2 separate regions of the Sus scrofa genome follow, and region 2 is linked to region 1. A link is a contact called in public HiChIP or PLAC-seq data. All regions are on one chromosome and are shown on one strand. The core of a region is the stretch at or near the end of the contact, and the rest is flanking DNA. Distances in the headings are between cores, read along the strand shown.

What was found. HiChIP or PLAC-seq counts read pairs in DNA pulled down with a chosen protein or histone mark.
Region 2: an H3K27ac HiChIP or PLAC-seq map of alveolar macrophages shows a contact between it and region 1. The contact joins two enhancer-like sites. A contact is called at or near these places in 2 of 47 Hi-C or Micro-C datasets (embryonic fibroblasts and liver) and 1 of 2 datasets of contacts at active chromatin or transcription factors (alveolar macrophages).

What each region holds. Positions count from the first base shown.
Region 1 is chr4:20,662,976-20,667,634 of Sscrofa11.1, forward strand. All of the region lies in intron 1 of EXT1 (exostosin-1), which reads left to right. Among named protein-coding and RNA genes, the nearest start is that of EXT1, 20 kb to the left of the region's middle. Within about 2 kb of position 2,451, at least 33 of the 83 cell types and tissues checked have an H3K27ac peak or open chromatin away from gene starts, as enhancers often do. A contact at or near this core is called in alveolar macrophages, where this site is marked.
Region 2 is chr4:20,770,164-20,774,822 of Sscrofa11.1, forward strand. The region is part of intron 1 of EXT1 (exostosin-1); the gene reads left to right. Among named protein-coding and RNA genes, the nearest start is that of EXT1, 130 kb to the left of the region's middle. Within about 2 kb of position 2,003, at least 1 of the 83 cell types and tissues checked has an H3K27ac peak or open chromatin away from gene starts, as enhancers often do. A contact at or near this core is called in alveolar macrophages, where this site is marked.

The DNA of each region.
Region 1 (4,659 bases), core at 1,201-3,700:
AGAATCAGGTGCTTTTTTTTTTTTTTTGGTTCCCACCTCCGTGTCCCAAAGTCCTCTCCTCTCTTCCCCACAAAAATAAAAATTGCCCTTCCTCTCCCAGTAATCGGACTTGGAGATTCAAGCAGCAGTTGAAATAAAAACACTGTATTGTATTTCCAATTAACTCACTTAATTAGATGAGGTGAATTAATTGGATTTTTTGACATGTCTCTTAAAGTCTAAAATACTTGCTTTTGGAATTCTCAGGTACAGTGGCTTGCTGTACCCGTCTGCTCCTTGGTTCGCCACTGGGGTAAGACCTATCATTTGAAGCCTGTCATTTGAGTTCCCCTCGGGGGTATAAAAGTGGCCTAGTGATTTTTCAGATAGTGGAGCATAAATCAGCAGGCCCAGGGCATTCCCTGCTTATCACCGGGCTCATCAGCAGCAGCCTGGATTAAGCATTACTCTGTCCACACAACAGATGAGATGCTCATCTTGGCTTGTTTCCATCATGTGTGGGTGGGCGCTCTGAAGTTTTCCTCCCTGCTCTGTTTTCTCACCCTGTATAATTTTAGGGGTCTGCAAGCTTGGAGGGGGCTCCTTACATCCTGTCGTTCAGGGCCTGGGGAAATTCTGGAATTTAGACTGGAGGTGGTTTTAAACCTTAGATTGTTCTACCATGCCTTATAATTATTGAGTTTTTGTCCCTCCAGGTGCATATTTTGTCTCTCTGGGTGTATTCCTGGGTAAAGCTGGTTCATTCTCCCCTGTACTCCAGAGTTCACGACCCGCTGGAGTCTTTGGCTGGACAGGTGCTTAGTTAACTGTTACTACATTTGAAGTCCTTTTTTTTTTTTTTGTCTAGAAATTCCAGAACTAAAACCGATAGAAGTATGACTCTGGCATATCCTAGAGTTTTTCATCTTTTTTTTTCATCTTCTTTTTCTTTTTTTTTTTAAGTTTTTTAAGTTTTAGTTTTCTTTCTTTTTTTTTTTTTTTTTTGTGTGTTTTTCTAGGGCTGCACCAGTGGCATATGGAGGTTCCCAGGCTAGGGGTCTAATTGGAGCTGTAGCCACTGCCCTATGCCACAGCCACAGCAACAGCAGTGTGGGATCTGAGCCGTGTCTGCAACCTATACCACAGCGCATGGCAACGCTGGATCCTCATTAACCCACTGAGCAAGGCGAGGGATCGAACCCACAACCTCATGGTTCCTAGGCGGATTCGTTAACCACTGAGCCACGACGGGAACTCCAGTTTTAGTTTTCTTAGTTTCTTTTTCAAATATAGATGAAGGAGGCCAGACCAAAAGAATGATGGGGATCAAAGTACACAGCACCTCTTGTCATGGTGGAAAAATGCCCCCAATGGGCTTTTTATCTACCATTTGCCTCCAAATATCTTTTGAATATAAAATTATTTGGATATTTCACTTTATGTTCCACTTGGATTTAAATCTGTAAGTCTTATCTCAAGGGCTTGTGTATTTGTTTTTCGTCTGTTTCCCTGGTTTTAACACAGTGCTGAGCATATAGTAGCTCCTCTAGAGATATTTGTCCAGTGAGTATCTTTTGGTCACAGTGGCCTGTCAGTGCAGAAAGAAAGGCTTTGGAACTTAATAGCATTCTTTCATTTTGTTTGGAATAAGCAAACCACGGGGGATGCTGGATAGAAAACATAAGGTTAGAAGAATCCAACACCCCTGCCCCCCTGCTTGAGGTTCAACATAGTAGGAAGGAAATTAGAGATTCACCAAAATCAGATGATGATTTACAGCTTTGAAATACCTTGTGCCTTTGGCCGTCATCTGACCTTCGAGATAGCTCTGTACTATCCCTAAAAGTCTGCTTTGTGGCCCTGGAACTGCACCGTATTGTCTGAGGCCCTAGTTCTTGGCCAGGTATAGTGTGTCTGTCGCTTCAGAGCTGGCTTTCTCCTGGAGGGCAGGCTGAGACAGAGAAGTCCTTGTGGAGAATTGTGGTAAACTCTCCAGGCAACTTCACGGGAGAAGAACCCTCTAGAGGTTACTGCTTCCGTGTTTCGGCTGCCCTCTCTGAGGAAGGGCCTGACAGTGCCTCCGGGGGCCAGAACCTCAGTCCCCACTGTCTGCCGATGAATGGGGCACCACATGCCATGCTCAGCCAGCCACTTGCGGTGCCAGCAGCTTTCCTGGACTCTCATCCCACAGCAGAGACCATACACGGGGGCCCAGGGATTCAGTCTTGTGGCCTCACCCACCAGGGAGGTTTCCCACGGGCGGGCTGCCGCTTCCAGGATTCATCCCCAGGCTACTTTGTTCTTTTTTGCAGGCCTTCCCCGTTGCCACTTACTTCTCTGCAGAGCAGCTCCTGGCACCTCCTCCTCCCACTGACAAGGATGGATTTTGCACACCTCTTTCTCCCAGCTGCTCTCTAGCTGTAAACGCGGGGCTATCAGAGGCACTTCTGTGGCTGTTCAGGAAAGCCTTCCCTTCGGTCTGAGTCACCCCACCCTCCTCGATGCTTCTTCCTTTTGATTAGTCTGTTTTCAGGAACCCTCCCTCGCTCCCTCCTGTGAAGAAGGCTTGCCTGTGCGCATGCGTGCCCCCCCCCCCCCCCCCCGCATTCCCTTACCCCATATCAGGCCTCCTACTGCCACTCAAATCAAGCTGTTCTAACTCATAAGGGCTCTCATCACAGAAGCTTGAGTTTACATTTAACTTTGAAGGTAGAGCCACCCAAAGGTACAGCTTAAACCACAATCTGGTGAATGTTTCGGGGAAGCTTTTTTTTTTTTTAAAATTGAGATTGTAGATTGAAGAAATAATACTTGAGTATTGGTCAAGGTTCAAACATTATAGAAAGTGAAAGCTACCTGTAATGCAACCATGTATCACCTTGAACAGTTGAGCATATATTTCTTTCTTTTTTCCTGGACATATAGCCTATAATTTATTTTCTTGAAAATAGGATTTTATATGTATATATGTGTGTGTGTGTGTGTGTGGTGTGTGTATATACACCACACACATATATGTATACACACATATATGTATACACACACATATATAGTTCCTCTTTTGTAATTTCTTTTTTTAATCACTGAATATTATATCAAGCATTGTTCCATATCAGTACATATAACTCTCTCCCTCATTTTAATGGCTATAAGGCATTCCATTGTGAAAACAATTCTTTGATTAGTTTTCACAGAAGTATGAAATGTGGCATGTGAATCGCGATGTGGTTTGTCTTTCTGTATATTCACCCTCCATTCTTGGTCTGAGAACAAGGAGTGTCCCAAGTATTTTTTTAGCAAAGTGAGTGCTTTTTTCAGAAGATAAGTGTAAGTGCTTTGTTTTCTCAGTTGCCCACACCTGTTTAAAAAATCTATTTTAAAGATTTTTAAAAAGTCTATTTTAAAAATCTTAGAATTTTAATTGCTTTTTTAAATACAAAAGTACTATACAGTTTAATTTGTCAATTTAACTAAGGGACCAAAGTCCATTAACTGAAAAGACTTAAGTTTTATATAAAGGAACAGAGGAAAATTTGCCTTGAATCAGGACCACTTTGAGATTCAGAATTGCACACAGTGGAATCTGGGGTGTGAACCCTTAAATAAGTGTGATTTGGAAAATGTTTCTAGATAATTCTTTGTGGAAAGTTGGTTGCTAGATACAACTGCAAGCTGTTTTACATTACTTCACATAGTGCTGCTTTCAAAATGTCTGTTTATGTTCTCTCTTGGCACAAGCGTGTGCAAATCATAACTGGTTAGATATTATCAGAGTTTGGGACCAGGGTGGAGAGTGGATCGTACTCTGGTTTGATCAAAAGCAAACAAGAAAACAAAAGCAAATGGACAGAACAATTAAATTTTTCTCATGGTAGGACTAAAATGCTGCATGCTGGATTTTCAGTTTCTAATGAGAGCTGACAATAGATATGATTTACGTCTTTGGGGTCAGGAAGAAGCTGTCAAAGTTTAGTTTGATTGTTCTTTTTCCCCATCTCCCCCTCCCCCAACTTCCTTCTTTCTTTCTTTCTTTCTGCATGGCTTTATTACTCAGATATCAGCCCCTGTTTGACATGTCCTTCTGTTTGCTCTTAAGTCAGAACCATGCCAAAAATCACTTTGCATTTTTCTGATAGCAGAAATGAACCTGGTTCCTTCCATCTCAACAGCTTTCCCCAGGGTCAGAAGAGACCTGCCTGATTTCATAAAGGAGGACTAATGTGGGGTGTGGCTTAATTAAAACATTCCCCCATCCCCCTCCACGTTTTATGTTTCCATGGACATTGGCCTCCATTTACCTCCAACGAGCCTGTGAATGACCTTGATCCCAGTAGCTCTTGCTGATTTCAGCTCCCAGGTAATAAGTCTGGGAATATTTTCTCAGCTCAGTCAGGAGGGGAAGGGGGTCTTCTGCAGTTGCTTTCTGATACATTTACTTTCTACCTGTTGGCTTCAAACAGTATTAATTTTTATGTGCTCGTTGTGCACTGTGTTTAATTAAAAGCAGTTCTATTCGCAGAGGTACTTGTAGGATTTTTTTTTCCCTCTGAAATGAATAAAACAAATAGGCATCTGGTATTTGTTTTGTATAACACAATCCCCATAAAATGAAGAGTAATAAAACATAATTATCTGTAAAGGCTTGCTTTATAAGCCTGAGAATGGGCTTGTTTCTACCAG
Region 2 (4,659 bases), core at 753-3,252, 110 kb after region 1:
GTTCTCCCCCACCCTCTTCCTTCCAATCTGCTTCCTGGGAGGCTGCGCTGAGACAGAGAATTGGGTTTTTCCCCTTGTCTGGAGGTTGCTGAAGGTATTTTTCTTCTTAGTGATCCCAGCCTATTGTCTGAGAAAAGTTGGCCATCCAAATAGGACCAGCCCCAGCAGGCTTGGAGATAAAAATCAATCATTCCATTCATTGTGTGTTCTTACTTCGGATTCCTAGTGCTTCCAACTCTAGGCAGGAATTTGCTAAAGAAATGACCTCACACATCATTTACAGTGGAGAGAGATTTTTCAATATGTATAGACCCTAGGTTTTATTAGAGAATATGATTTAGAATATGATGCGGGGGGGGGAGGGGGCGGGGAGAGGTTGTGACTGACATTTTATCCTTGCATCTCAGATTCTGAAACTTAAAAAAAAAAAAAAAAAAGTTCTTGGTGCTCCAAACTGGCTCAAGAGTGCATTTCTGAAAGCAGTTTTGTTGGTTTTTAGTAGCGTTGTGATCACATTGAAAACCCAAACCCTAATCTTTATGAAAAAGTACTTTAAAGATGTAATAGTCTTGTAAACACTTGCAAGTTTGGTCCCTTTGTGGCAACTTCAAGATTTACTACTGATTGTCCCATTAACCACTTGCCAAATGTTTCCATGTCGTGATGTGTTTTACCAGCTGCTGATTGTCAGAACTCTTGAAGCTCTCTGGCCAGCTTTCCAAAAACGAGTCCCTGACCCATGTATACTTTCTCTGAAACTAGTATCTCATCATTCATTAGAGTTTCGTCCCCACTGAAGCAATGGTTATTGAACACAAACATGGCCACGTAGAGTCTCTACTTCCACTAAGTCCTGGCTTAATGGACTTTGGTCTTGAGTCTTAAAGTTATTTCCTATAAAAGGAGAGGTAAAGATAAGCATTTTTGAGGTGAGACAGGGGTACCAGAAAGTTTGAACTTTGTAGAAAAGAGGAGTGCAGGGCACAGAGAAAAATGCATTTCTAGGGTTTGTATCAAGGGAAGAAAGAGGAGGTTTGAGCAAAGTGTGTATGTGTGCTTGTGTGTGTGTGTACACACGTGTGTTGAATTTTAGGATTCGTTTTAGACATCATGAAAAGACCTTGCTACCCTTTTGATCCTGGAGCTGGTGTGGGATATCAACTCTTGAGTGTTACTTGCTTTTTTATTTTCATGCAGAATCCTTAGGGTTACAAAGAGTCAAAGAGTTTAGTACATCTTTTAAAGGTATAGCTTCACACCCAGGAGCCACCACTACCCTTTATCAACAAGACAAGCGTATAGGTTTCTGAAAAAGAAGAAATCCCCAGTCCAAAATCAATGAAATTAGGACACGACATCAAATTCTGTTGTTCCTGCTGAGGAATAGGCTGATTCCAATATAATTTATTTCAGTATTATAGAAATATGATTTGTGAGTTGTCTCTAACATTTGAGATTTGTTTCAATCATAAAAATGACAAATTAGCCAGGGAACCGGCAGTTGATGTCATCTAGTGTGACATAAATTTTGCCTTAAATAAAACAGATGTAATCGGTGTGGATACACCCTCATCCCTTCATCTTTACACACTTTAGAAAGTTAGAAAAAGTAGCTCACGTGAACAGTTTATTTCTTTTAATTTTTCAGCTAAAATTTTTCTGATATTTTCCTTCAAAAGATTTCATAATTCCATCCCCCCACCCCCAAGTTCCTCAAAGGCACAGGATCCCTTTATCCTTAGAACATACGGGACATGCAGATGCAGTTGTAATGCATTTTTTTTTTTTACTTGGGCTCTTTTGCCAAACCAAAACACTTTCTATTTCTAGGGTCCCATTTGTAGAGATCTCCACAAATAGAGTAATCTGTAAATATTATACTGTGTCTGTGATCCAAGAAGCAGCTGAGAAATCTCCTTAATTTATGGACTGGGTTACAAGGTGTTAACAGGCAAGAGCAGTGCCTCCTAGAGGCCTGCTCCCTGGTGTGATGGGGCAGAGGAACAGAGAGGTCACCCGTGTGCACAGGAAAAGGGAACTAACTGCAGACACAGCACATGTAAAAGGGCGCCTCTAGTCCCGCTGCCACTACCCCTGCCTTATTTTTCCTCATTACCCCTGGCTTAGGGTTTGTCTTTCCTGTTAAAACATGGGCTCCATAAAAGTAGGGTGGTTTTCTATTTTGTGGATGAATCTATTCCTGGTGCCTAGACCAGCGTCTGGCACACACTAGGAGCTCAGTTCTTTCTTTCTCAATGGCATACTCTCTGAAAATGACAACAGGAGGGGAGCCAGAGGACAGACAGACACCCTATATGGAATAGAGTGAGATGAATAAATTCAAAGTATAGAGAAACCAGGTAGGATGTGTCATCAGGACTAAGAATACTATGCTTAAATGTCGTTAGCCTTGAAAAAAAAAAACAACACATCTGTTTGGGTAGATTTTTGCTGTAAACACACACATGAAATCATCAGATTCCCCTGAAAGGTCCTATTAAAATGGTGTTAAATTTTATGTTTATTGAAGTATAGTTGATTTACAATGTTTTGTCAATTTCTGCTGTATAGGCGTTCCCGTCGTGGCTCGGTGGTTAATGAATCCGACTAGGAACCCTAAGGTTGCAGGTTCAATCCCTGGCCTTGCTCAAGTGTTAAGGATCTGGTGTTGCCATGCGCTGTGGCATAGGTTGCAGACGCGGCTCGGATCCCGTGTTGCTGTGGCTCAGGTGTAGGCCAGTGGCTACAGCTCTCATTAGACCCCTAGCCTGGGAACCTCCATATGCTGCAGGAGCGGCCCTAGAAAAGGCAGAAAGACAAAAAACAAACAAACAAAAAACCAATTTCTGCTGTATAGCCAAGTGATATATACGTATATATATCTCCACATTCTTTTTCTCTTAGTCCATTATGGTCTCACAAGAAATTGAATATAGTTCCCAGTGTTGTACAATAAAACCTCATTGCTTATCCATTCTAAATGTGGTAGTTTGCATCTACCAACCCAAACTCCTAGTTCATCCCCCTCCCTCTCCCCTCCCCCTTGGCCACCACAAATCTGTTCTCTATGTCTGTGAGTCTGTTTCTGTTCTGTAGATAGGCTCACCTGTGCCATATTTTAAATTCCACGTATAAGTGATATCATACAGTATTTGTCCTCTTTCTGATTTAGGTAGTATGAGACTCTCTAGGTGAATCCATGTTGCTGCAACGTGGTACATTTTTTTCATGGCTACAGTGTTGCTTATAGTAGGACTGCCTCTATTTTTTTTTTTTTTTTTTTTTTTGGAGGGGAGGGGAAGGTGTTATTACTGTCAGGAGGTGTTTAGAACACGCCTGTCCAGTAGGTTTCCTACTACTGCGTTTGTGTGTGCACGTTTGGAGTTGTCTCATATTTTTACTGTGATGGTTAAGGCTGATTGTCATTGTTTTCTCCTTTCCCACCCCAACTGATGTTACTTATGTGGCAGAGAGAAAAGAAAGGCCTTGTTAGCTGCCTTCAAGGGCACTACAAATCTTATTTGATTGGTGTGGGGGGGTAGTGATATCTTAAAACAAGCTGTTTTATTGGCCTTGTTGACGTGTCAAGAACATTTAAGTCAAGAGCACGAGAATGGTGCTGACTGGGGAGCAAATTTAAGTTAGTTTCTTGTCTTGTGAAAAGCATCCTTAATTTTGAAGAACTGGGGCTAAACAGACTCTAAAATGGGCCCCTAGATTTCCACACCCTGCTCTACACACTATCTTAACCCAGTTATCTAATCAAACATTAATGAAAGTGCTGCTCTGAAAAGATTATTGTAGATGTAATTAAGGTCCTGCATGAACGTTGACTTTAAAGATAGGAAAAGTTATCTTGAGTGGATCGGACCTAATCAGATGAGCCTTTAAAAAGAGACTGGACATTTCCTCCAGATAAGATTCAAACCATCACAGGGATTTGACCTGAGGGAGCTTCTCCGTGGCTGGCTCTGAAGATCGAGGGTGGGTGGTATGGAGGATGTGGCAAGAAATGCCATGGCCTGGCCGTTAGTGGCTGAAAGTGGCCCCTGACTGGTGGCCAGCAAGGAAGTGGGGACCTCTGTCCTAAAACCACAAGGAACTGAATTCTGCCACAGCTGTTTGTGCTTGGAAGAGGACGACCAGCTCCAACTGAGAACGTAGCCTGGCTGACATCTGGTGAGACCCTAGGTAGGGAAAGCACAGGCCATGGCCAAGCTTCTGACCTCCAGAACTATGGACTATTAAATTGGTTCTCTGAAGTTGCCATGTCTGTGGTAACTTATTACAGCTGCAACAGAAAACTATTACAGAGGGAAATCTCGTTTAGATTCAGTCTAAAAAAAAATCCACGAGTTCCTGCTGTGGCACAGGGATTAAGAATACCACTGCAGCAGCTCAGGTCCCTGCAGAAGCACAGGTTCAATCCCTAGCCTGGGGCAATGGGTTAAAGGAGGCAGTCTTGCCACAGCTGTGATGTAGGTTGCAACTTTGGCTTGGATTCATTTTCTGGCCTGAGCACGTCCATATGCTGCAGGTGCAGCCATTAAAAAAATAATAACAATAAAAAAATCCAGGAGTTCCCATCATGGCTCAGTGGTTAACGAATCTGACTAGGAACCATGAGGTTGTGGGTTCTATCCCTGGCCTTGCTCAGTG